2 separate regions of the Ovis aries genome follow, and region 1 is linked to region 2. A link is a contact called in public Hi-C data. All regions are on one chromosome and are shown on one strand. Each heading gives the region's core, a stretch centred on a gene start, on an enhancer-like site or on the middle of the called end of the contact. The rest is flanking DNA. Distances are from core to core; before and after follow the strand shown. Region 1 overlaps LOC121819808 (a long non-coding RNA gene). Region 2 holds the start of LOC101120834 (cytochrome P450 2U1).

Region 1 (5,267 bases), core at 260-2,759, 180 kb before region 2:
CCCTTCCCGCCTCATTAAAGGCGATCTGTTCCTGTAAGGTGCCGGTCTCGTTCTTTTTCCAAACCTCGCCTTCTCTAACTCCTTTACCCTACATTTGCTACAATCATTTGCCTTCACTTCCTTCTGAAAGGGCTTCCCAGGTGGCGCTGGTGGTAAAAGATGCTGCTGCTGCTGCTAAGTCGCTTCAGTCGTGTCCGACTCTGTGCGACCCCATAGACGGCAGCCCACCAGGCTCACCCGTCCCTGGGATTCTCCGGGCAAGAACTCTGGAGTGGGTTGCCACTTCCTTCTCCAATGCGTGAAAGAGAAAAGTGAAAGTGAAGTCGCTCAGTTGTGTCCGACTCTTTGCGACCCCATGGACTGCAGTCCACCAGGCTCCTCCGTCCATGGGATTTTCCAGGCAAGAGTACTGGTGGTAAAAGAACCCACCAGCTAATGCAGGAGGCATAAGAGATGCAGGTTCCATCCCTGAGTCAGGAAGATCCCCCAGGAGGAGGGCATGGCAACCCCCTCCAGTATTCTTGCCTGGAAAATCCCATGGACAGAGGAGCCTGGTGGGCTACAGTAATGGAGTCGCAAAGAATCCGACATGACCTAAGTGACTTAGCACGCAGACATTTTTGAAAATAACCACTTTATCAGTAAAAATCACAAGTCAAATACATAAAGGAAGTTATAAAATATTTAATCACAGAGAAGCCAACTTAATTGTGCATATTTCTTACAGAAAACACAATTAAAATACTTTCATACTATAAGGAACCAAGAAAATTGGATTGAACCTGAGACATTCATTTGTTTTTAATAGGCAAATCTAATTTAAAAGCGTGTGTGCTTATTTTAGGCTGCAACGAATATCAATAGCAATTAGGAAATTATAAATTCATAACATAAATCAAGGTCCTAATTTCAGAGATAGAACATTATCCTGTTATTTACAGGCTTGGGGATACTCAGGATTCACCCTAAGAATATAAAGTGCTAACCACAGTTAAATAAATTCTCTTTCCTTCCTCCTCCTCCTCCTCTCGCCTTTCCTTCTGCCCAGCCTTCACTCGTCCCTAATCCTTTTCTCCCCTGATGTCCAGAATACTAGGTAGGTCGCACTAATCTGAGTCTTTGCAGGGTGGTGTTCTGAGAAACACAGATTCGTTTCAGAGACCAGATGCTGTGTTGTGTGTGTATGTGTGTGTGTGTGTTAGTCACTCAGTTATATCCAACTCTTGCGACCCCATGGACAGTCAGGCTCCTCTGTCCACGGAATTTTCCATGCCAGAATACTGGAGTGGGTTGCCATTTCCTTCTCCAGTGCATGAAAGTGAAAAGTGAAAGTGAAGTCGTTCAGTTGTGTCCGACTCTTTGCGACCCCATGGACTGCAGCCTGCCAGGCTCCTTCGTCCATGGGATTCTCCAGGCAAGAATACTGGAGTGGGGTGCTGTTGCCTTCTCCGGCTCACAGGATATTAGGACTCTGTTTATCTCTTGCTCTGCTTTGCACTGTGTCAGTTTTACTCACAGGGAAGTTCTTATCAAGGAGTATCAGTTTAGCCAGCAGCAGCTCCAGGCTTGTGTCCTAGCCCAGCAACCACAGCAGAAAGAGAAGAGCCAGAAAAGGCAAGTGTATTATTCTAGGAAATATCCTCAGATGGAGTCTCACTGGTCTGTCCTGGACAATGCTACTGCTTATTCTAGAGCTAATCACAGAGCTGGGGAGGAGGGATGGTATGTGCATGTTCTGATCAGCCAAATTGAGCCTCAGTCTTCTAGAACCTGGGCAGGAGTGGCAGACCAGGAAATGGTATTCCCACAGAAATCATAGAGAAAGACAGGGAGAAGGGATGATTCCCGGAGGAAAATTGGGGATTCTTTTACCAGCATAAAGAGGAATGGACACTTGCAAAGCAGCATCTTCGTATTAACTGCCTTCATTTCTGTCTTACAAAAGTAGGCAACAAGCTGGGGTGAGGCATCCAGCTGTTTGTGCTTGATAGTCATGTGACTTCTATTCAAGGGAGAGTTTTATCTAATGAAAATAAAAATAAATTCAAGAGAAGTAAGGACTATGGAAATGGCAACTAGGTTTCAGAGAAATGTACCGGCAGAGCAACTGGTCCAAGAATCATATTACTGCGATTTTACAGTTGACTCCCTTTATGTGCTTTTTCTGGCTTTCCACTAACACTCTTTCCATGTCTAGACAGCTTCCTGCCTTTTGATCCACCTCCACGTGGCAGACGTCAGAAAAGTCACTCCCTTGGCTCACTCACAACGAGGCTACAGGCATGGAACCTAGGCTCCCCAAGCACACGCAACCACATGAGTCATCAAACCATACATGAGCTATGTGGCAAGGCAGAGCTGCAGGAATTCCATTCTGGGGGGAAAGGTAGCTGCTGAGATGTCATCTCCTGTGGTCAGAAGATGAAGTCCTGGCATCTCAAGTCCACAGTGAGTGGGGTTTCTAGTTTCACTGAAGCCTCTACTGGCACAATGTGGTGATATGGTTTGGGCATTGTTTCTGACTGTGTGGCCTCTCAACCTGGCTCTCTAGTCCTCCCAAGATTCTCTGAGCTATCTAATATTCCTTAGGAACTGTCCTTTTTGCTTCTTCTTAAGATAGCGAGAGTGGCTTCTTTGCTTTATAAACCAAGAGCCTGGATAATGCATGCATTCCATTCCATTTGCGATGACTGCCATAACTAAGGACCCTAGACGGGGTGGCTTAAACAGCAGAAATGTATCTTCTCATATTTCTGGAAGCGAGAAGTTTGAGATCAACCTGTTACCAGGGATGGTTTCTTCTGAGGCTTCTCCCTTTTAGCTGGCTGTGGTTTTCCCTGTGTCTTCACAGGGTCTCGCCAGTACGTGTTCATACCCAAATTTCCTTTTCTTGTTGGACTAGGGCCCAATCCGATGACCTTGTATTAACTTAATCACCTCGTTGAAGACCTTATCTCTAAATACAGCCACATCCTGGGGTCCTGGGAGCAAGCACTTCAACATATGAGTGGGAAACAGGATGAGGTGATGCAACTCAACCCATACTAGTGACCACAGTTGTGCTGGTGAGAGGAAAGGGGACCAACAGTTGAGAGAAGAAATTCACCACTGCTGAAGCTGATATACACACTCTACAAAAGAAACCGGAGCACTGTAATATTTTTATACCTAAGACATGTATGTATGAAACTTTAGCAAGAAAATAGCACAGGGGACTTGCCTGGTGGTCCAGTGGTCAAGAATCTGCCTTGTGATACAGGGGACTCAGGTTCAGTCCCTGGAGGGGGAACTAAGATCCCGCATGCCAGGGGGCAAATAAGCCCACTCGCAGCAGCTAGAGAGCCAGCACACTGCCGTGACAGATCGCAAGTGCTGCAACTCAGATCTGATGCGGCCAGATAAATAAATGAATGTTGCTTAAAAAGAACGTGACACAGAGGTAAAAGGGAAAACTGAGCAATCGTGAGATGAGTTGACCAGTTCAAACACCAGATCCAGATAATACAAATAATAAAATGTGGTCAGAATTCTTTGGATAGTTGACTAAACCTTCTAACTAACATTACATGGTGACCCCAGCTCAAGTTCTATACTTCTTTTAGAAGGAAGTGCATAGTATGTGGGTTAAGAGCATGGACACTGGAAACAGCTTCTTGGTTTAGACAAATCAATAACGAGGTTTTGCAACTAATCAAACTCTGTAAACTTTCTGTACCTCAATTTTCTCATGTTTAAAATAGAGGTAACAGTAATTTTAGAAGTTAAATATATATTACATGCAAAGCATTTATAAAAGCTGGTACTCACTAAGCCCTCAACAGATGGTAACTTTTCATTATCTAAAACAAAAATCCCTCAAAAGTTGTGAACGTACAATACATTTTATTCTTTAAATTTCCCATCCAATGCATTTCAAAGAGTGCTACTTTTCTACTGCTTCAAAGATTTGACCCTCCACCTTCTCATATTCTTTATTCTCTCTAAAGGGTCTTATGCTGCTGCTGCTGCTGCTGCTGCTGCTGCTAAGTCGCTTCAGTCGTGTCCGACTCTGTGCGACCCCATAGACGGCTGCCCACCAGGCTCCACTGTCCCTGGGATTCTCCAGGCAAGAACACTGGAGTGGGTTGCCATTGCCTTCTCCAGTGCAAGAAAGTGAAAAGTGAAACTGAAGTCGCTCAGCTGTGTCCGACTCTTAGCGACCCCATGGACTGCAGCCCACCAGGCTCCTCCGTCCGTGGGATTTTCCAGGCAAGAGTACTGGAGCGGAGTGTCATCGCCTTCTAAAGGGTCTTATGCATTCGCCATTTTCTCTCTCCATTGTCTATCCTGATTCATTGCAGTCATGTATGTATACACATCTTTAGTAACCTCCTCCTTTCTCTCCTTAATTTTAAGCATTTCTCAGTTACCTCAGAAAACTCTCTTGATCTCTGGCTCCAATTTCAAAGAGTCACTACATTTTGAAATAATATGTTTAGGTTACACTAATTTTGTGGGGCCAATTCTAAAAGTGAACACTAGATGGCAATATTCCTATATTGTGCAGTTCTCCCAGGACAGTTTCTGACCATGGCAAATATTGAGAGCCTCAAAATGGGACTGCATGATTCTTTAATTTGTTTGCCTGTTTGTTTCAAAAATCAAATAAGACTCTGGATCTCTCCATAAAGGATCTCTGTATTGGCTCATTCTTGAAAACAGAGTATTCCTTTTTCTATCTTTCATGATCACTAATCTTCACCTTTTTGAAAATTTTGTTTTTTTAAAAAAATAACACAAATATAAATTGTCTATTTATTCATTGTACTGTATTATGTTTATGGCATATTAAACAGATTTAGTTCTTTGATATATCTATTGTATTTTTATTTAATTTTATAGAGATTCAGAAATTATATTTTACATAATACACATAAAAGAAGAATTTTTTTTTTACTTTCTTCATGTTTTCCTTTGGAAATTTGAGCTCAGGGACTGTAAAATAATAGCTGAGAATTTTCTGATAGTGAGGATGAAGGAGAGCAGAGATATGTTTTCTTTGAAAAGGGAATTATATAACTCTTCTAAATTTCCTCAGGAAATTAAAATGTTAACTGAGAAATTATCTCTGGTAAAATGAAAAATGTATTAAATAAAAATACATTTTATTGTAGTTAAGACAAGAAGTTTTTAATACAAAAGATTATTTATGACTCCAAGATAAAAATAGACAAAGACTATGAAAAATGAACTAAAGAAGATGTACAGAGAGCCAGTTATTGTATGAG
Region 2 (4,938 bases), core at 1,491-3,990:
TACAGTCCATGGGGTTGCAAAGAGTCAGACACAACTGAGCAACTTAATCCCCATCCTCTTCTGTTGAAGGACATCTGGACCAGTTTGGGCATTAAACAAAAATATATGTTCTGATCCTACTTTAAAAAGTTTTGAGAATTGGATTTTGTTACTATTGAGATTCTGCCTTCTACCAGTACTTTTCAGGGTCCTCCCTCCCCTCATCTCCTCTCCAGGAAAATCATAATACATTCAACTAGAGAAGAATGATATGGGTAATACTGAAGATGGGCCAGTTTATTTATTTATTCATCATACAAGTCTGAAAGGCTGAATATAGAAAACAAGTTAATATACTGGCCAGTCTCACAATCTAATTTTGGAAAAGGCAGGTAAAGTTGCAAGAGGTGAAAAAGGAAGGCAATACCACCAACCTGTAGAGTCAGGACCCAGAGATAATTATTACCATTACAGCTTGTACTCATTGAGCCTAAACTAAATGCTAGACATTGTGCTCATTACTTCATGTAATCCTTACACTTGATGTAGGCACATTGGTTAACCCAGTTTCCTGTAGGGCAAATGGATGCTCAGAGAACATGCACAGAAATACCCATATACTATATGTGGAAGTATGTATGAAGGAGTATATATGAAGCAAATCATAGGAACTTAAAGGAAATGAAGGAATTAATTTTTAAATGGCTAGTAGAGTTGTGCAACTAAATAATACAATTAGTATTTCAACTTGTCCTTTCGTTAGCATTTTGCAAACTCTTCTTAAGCCATAAGCTCTCTCTGTTCATGCTCACTGACTCTGGATGAGTATCCTGTGTAGCATTTACCTCCCAGGGAATTACAAGCCAGCTGGACAATTGTAGTTTTACAAATAGAGTAATTTAACACCTCTCTTTTAAAGATTTAACACCACTCTTGATAACAAAATAATAGTACTTAGATATTTTGGATATACTGTTACCAACAATTCTGGCTGAAATCCAGCAAGAAGGATTCCAGTGGGAAGGTGAGTGGTTTAAATGATCTTTGGGGATTCCATTTAAAAATGTTTCCCTTAATACTCCTCTCCTCTTCCTTTCCCTCTCTCCCCACCCCAAAGATCTTTTGGTATTCCTTTCTTCTACTGCTGCTGATTATTATATTATTCCTCTATTTAAAGTAGGATGGATGAAGCAGAAAGTATTCCTTTTTCTGACAAGAAAGGCCTGAATATCATTTGGGAAAATTCATCCTTAAGAAGCACTGGATGAGCTATATGTTTCATGTTTAAATAATTTATCCATAGTATGTATTATGAACAAGGTCTCCCTTTCTGAATTTGTTTGCAAGGGCTGCCATAACACAGTACTACAGACTTACTTCCTCAGTTTCTGGAGGCTAGAAATCTAAGAATCAAGGTGTTGGTAGGGTTGATCTCTTCTGAGTCCTTCCTCCCTGTCTTGTAGACGGCCATCTTCCTCCTGTGTTTTCACATGGTCTCCCCTCTGTGTCTGTTGCTGTCCTAATCTCTTCTTCTTAAACAGACAGCAGTCATACTGGGTTAGGGTCCACTTATATAACCTCATTTTACTCTACCTCTTTAAAGGCCCTGTCTCCAAATACAGTCACATTCTGAGGTAGGCTTAGGACTTCAATACATGAATTTCAGGTGAACACAATTCAGCCCATAATACTTCCTATCTGCATCACAGAAGTAAGAGACTTACTTGGGAAAACAAGGCAATTATATCTTGTGTAATGTCAGAGAAAAAGGAGGAGCCATAATTATGGAAAATTAAAGACAGACTTGGAAAGCATTACTCAATTCTTAATATGCCAACCTCAGCATCTCTGGTTTGTTATCATACTTAGAACGATACTGTCACCCCTCCTCGCCCAATTTGCTTTTTATATTGTTAGCTAATTAAACCCGCCAAGCAAATTTCTGGATTAGGTCTCGCGCTGAAACGCACGCTGAGCTTTCACTTTCCGCACAAAAGAGATATTCCCACCGTCTAGTGAACTCCGGGAGTTGGTGATGGGCAGGGAGGCCTGGCGTGCTGCGGTTCATGCGGTCGCAAAGAGTCGGACACGACTGAGCGACTGAACTGAACTGAACTGAACTGAACCGCAAGCTCTACGCGCTTTACTCCATCATCCGCCCCCCCCTCCCCCAGCCTCTCACGACTATTACCCACCCCTCCTTTCCAAAGCGTTGGTCACCTACATCTACAAATTCTACACATTGCATTTCCATCACCCTGCTGTTTCTAGGTGGAGCAAAGGGTCATTTCTTCCTCCGAATCCCGCCTTAGATAAAGCAGCAATCCTGTCCTTTTGCTCCAGGAGACGGGACGAGGACCTCTCTCCCAGCTCAGGGTTAAAGTGCTAATGTTTAGGCTGAGTCATATGAACGGCCTATTGACCTGGCACGGTTTAAGCACGCAACTGACAATGGACACAGGAAGTCTGATAACCAATCAGAGCGTAAATATGCGCGAGCATCTTTTTCTCAGGGGTAGGTCACTGCCAAGTCCGACCCAGCGGAGGGGCGCGACCCGGCTTAAGCCACCAACTTTCAGGACGCGAGCCCAGCCGGGTCCGCAGACCTCAACAAGCGCGGTTGCGAGCGCGTCCCCGTTTCCGCTCGGGCGACGCTGATTGGAGGGACAGGCGGAGACGGTGGGCGCAGCCAATCCGGAGTGGCATCCGCGTCTTCTCCCCGCCCCTAGGCGGCAAGGGGAGTTGGCCCTGGGGCCCGGCACCAGTGTCTGGGAGACCTCTCGTGGGGTCTGCGGCAAGAGCCCGGGAGTGCGGGCACCGGCACACAGGCCATGGCCTCCCCCGGGCTTCCCCCGCCCCCCACCGAGGACGCGCCCTGGCCTCTGCGCCTCCTGCACGCGCCCCCGGGGCTGCTGCGGCTGGACCCCACGGGCGGCGCGCTGCTGCTGCTCGTCCTCGCCGCGCTGCTGGGCTGGAGCTGGCTGTCGCGGCTCCCGGAGAGGGGCATCCCCCCGGGGCCCGCGCCCTGGCCCGTGGTGGGCAACTTCGGCTTCGTGCTGCTGCCGCCTTTTCTCCGAAGGAAGAGCTGGCCGTATCGCCGGGCGAGAAACGGAGGAATGAATGCCTCGGGCCAGGGCGTGCAGTTGCTCCTGAGCGACCTGGGCCGTGTGTACGGCAACATCTTTAGCTTCTTCATCGGCCACTACCTGGTGGTGGTCCTCAACGACTTCCACAGCGTGCGGGAGGCGCTGGTGCAGCAGGCCGAGGTCTTCAGCGACCGCCCGCGGGTGCCGCTCACCTCCATCATGACCAAGGGGAAGGGTGAGCTGGGCCGCGCCTCGGGGGTCACGGGCCGTGTGAACGTGCGGCTGGGGCTGCAGGTGCGCAGAGGCTGTGGGTTCTGTGCCCCTGCGGCCGCGCACCCGGCCCGCCTCACACCTGCAGCCGGAGGTGGAGGGAGGCGCGCCTCCCACTCCTGGATCCCGTCGGTCCAGCTGGGATAGGCTCCATCTGCCCCAGGAGTATTCACTCCTTCCCAGAACAGGGCCTCACTCTTCAGGCTGTGTTCCTGACGAGAAACTTTGGCCTGGTTAAAAAGAGAGAGGGATATTTACACCGTTGACCTTCTGAGTGCAAGACTTTAATGTGATTATTTTCCGATAAGATAGGAGCCAATTGACAAGCCTAATACATCAGGTTCAGAGCCTCTGTGATTCCTGCTTATGGAAGTCTAAGTTGGGCAGTTGTAAGGGTTAGTAAACATCTTATCTGCTGCAGTCGGATATCACAGTTGCCCTTTGTTTATCAGTGTTCCCTCTGTTGTGTTGGCCGGCACGGGTCCCAGACTATTTTTCCATCTGTGCCAATCCTGTCCTTAACTCAGGTGTTAATTTCAGTGTCTTTCCTGCAGGGAGTTTTGTTTTTTCCCTCACTTCTGCTTGGGTAAGTTAGGCTCCCTTGTTGGAACCTGTTTAATTGCAAAAGTACTTTTCCTTCGCTGCAGTAATCAGTACCGAGGCTTCAGAATTTTATAACCTTGGGCTCAAAAGTTGTGTCTTCACCACTAGACTGACATCTAGGAGGACAGAGTAACTCCTGGTCCTTCCTGGCACGCAGTGGTGTGGCAGTGTTGTGTGTGTGCGCTCAGTCGCGTCTGACTCTGCGACCCCATGGACTGTATAGTCCACCAGGCTCCTCTGTCCATGGGATTTTTCAGATAAGAATACTGGAGTGGGTTGCCATTCCCTTCTCCAGAGAATCTCCTGGCCCAGGGGTTGAACACCTTGTCTCTTGCATCTCCTGCATTGGCAGGCAGATACTTCACCATTGTGCCCCCTGGAAGTAGGAGTCAGTAACCATTAAGTAAATGAACTACTGCTTTCCCTTCTTGGAATGTGGCATAAAGAGATTCAGGCTTTTTACACCCGGATTAAGCCAGATTTTTTGCATCAGGATTTTAAATGAATGGTAAAGATGATCTTAATATTTTAATGTTTAAAATATTAATTTTGGTATTACTGAAAATCACGCGCGTCGTGGTCCATACCTCACCTTCTCCACGCCTTCACACAGGCTGCTGCTTCTCCCTGGAATTCTCTTCTGATCTCATGGCCACCTGGAGAACTTCTGCCTGCTTTTCTTCTCTCTCTCCTTTTTTTTTTTTAGTGTGGTGAAGTGCAGATAGCATAAAATTTACCATCTTAATCATTTTTAAGCATACAGTTCAGCGGCATTAAGTCAATAACGTTGTGAAACCATCACTGCTATCTCCAGAACTCTCTTCATCTTTCAAAACTGGAACTTTATACCCATTGAACAAACACTAAACACCCACTGAACATTAAAGCCTCTAACCTCTGGCAACCACCATTCTAGTTTCCATCCTAGGTAATTTATTTCAGTGGAATCATGCAGTATTTATCCTTTTGTGACTGATATATTTCACCTCATACAATACAA

What was found. Hi-C and Micro-C count contacts between places; a contact is called where the count stands out from the background.
Region 1: a contact with region 2 is called in a Hi-C map of mixed tissues, with 7 times the contacts expected there. The contact joins the enhancer-like site here to the promoter of LOC101120834 in region 2. A contact is called at or near these places in 10 of 16 Hi-C or Micro-C datasets (hypothalamus, liver, mesenteric adipose tissue and 6 more).

Annotation. Positions count from the first base shown.
Region 1 is chr6:17,815,748-17,821,014 of ARS-UI_Ramb_v3.0, reverse strand. LOC121819808 (a long non-coding RNA gene) reads left to right here. Exons shown (of 3, transcript XR_006060113.2): 2 at 2,198-3,177; 3 at 3,987-4,853. Among named protein-coding and RNA genes, the nearest start is that of PAPSS1, 18 kb to the left of the region's middle. Within about 2 kb of position 1,509, at least 5 of the 54 cell types and tissues checked have an H3K27ac peak or open chromatin away from gene starts, as enhancers often do.
Region 2 is chr6:17,637,068-17,642,005 of ARS-UI_Ramb_v3.0, reverse strand. LOC101120834 (cytochrome P450 2U1) reads left to right here and starts at 2,740. Exons shown (of 4, transcript XM_042251155.2): 1 at 2,740-3,300. The coding sequence starts at 2,811.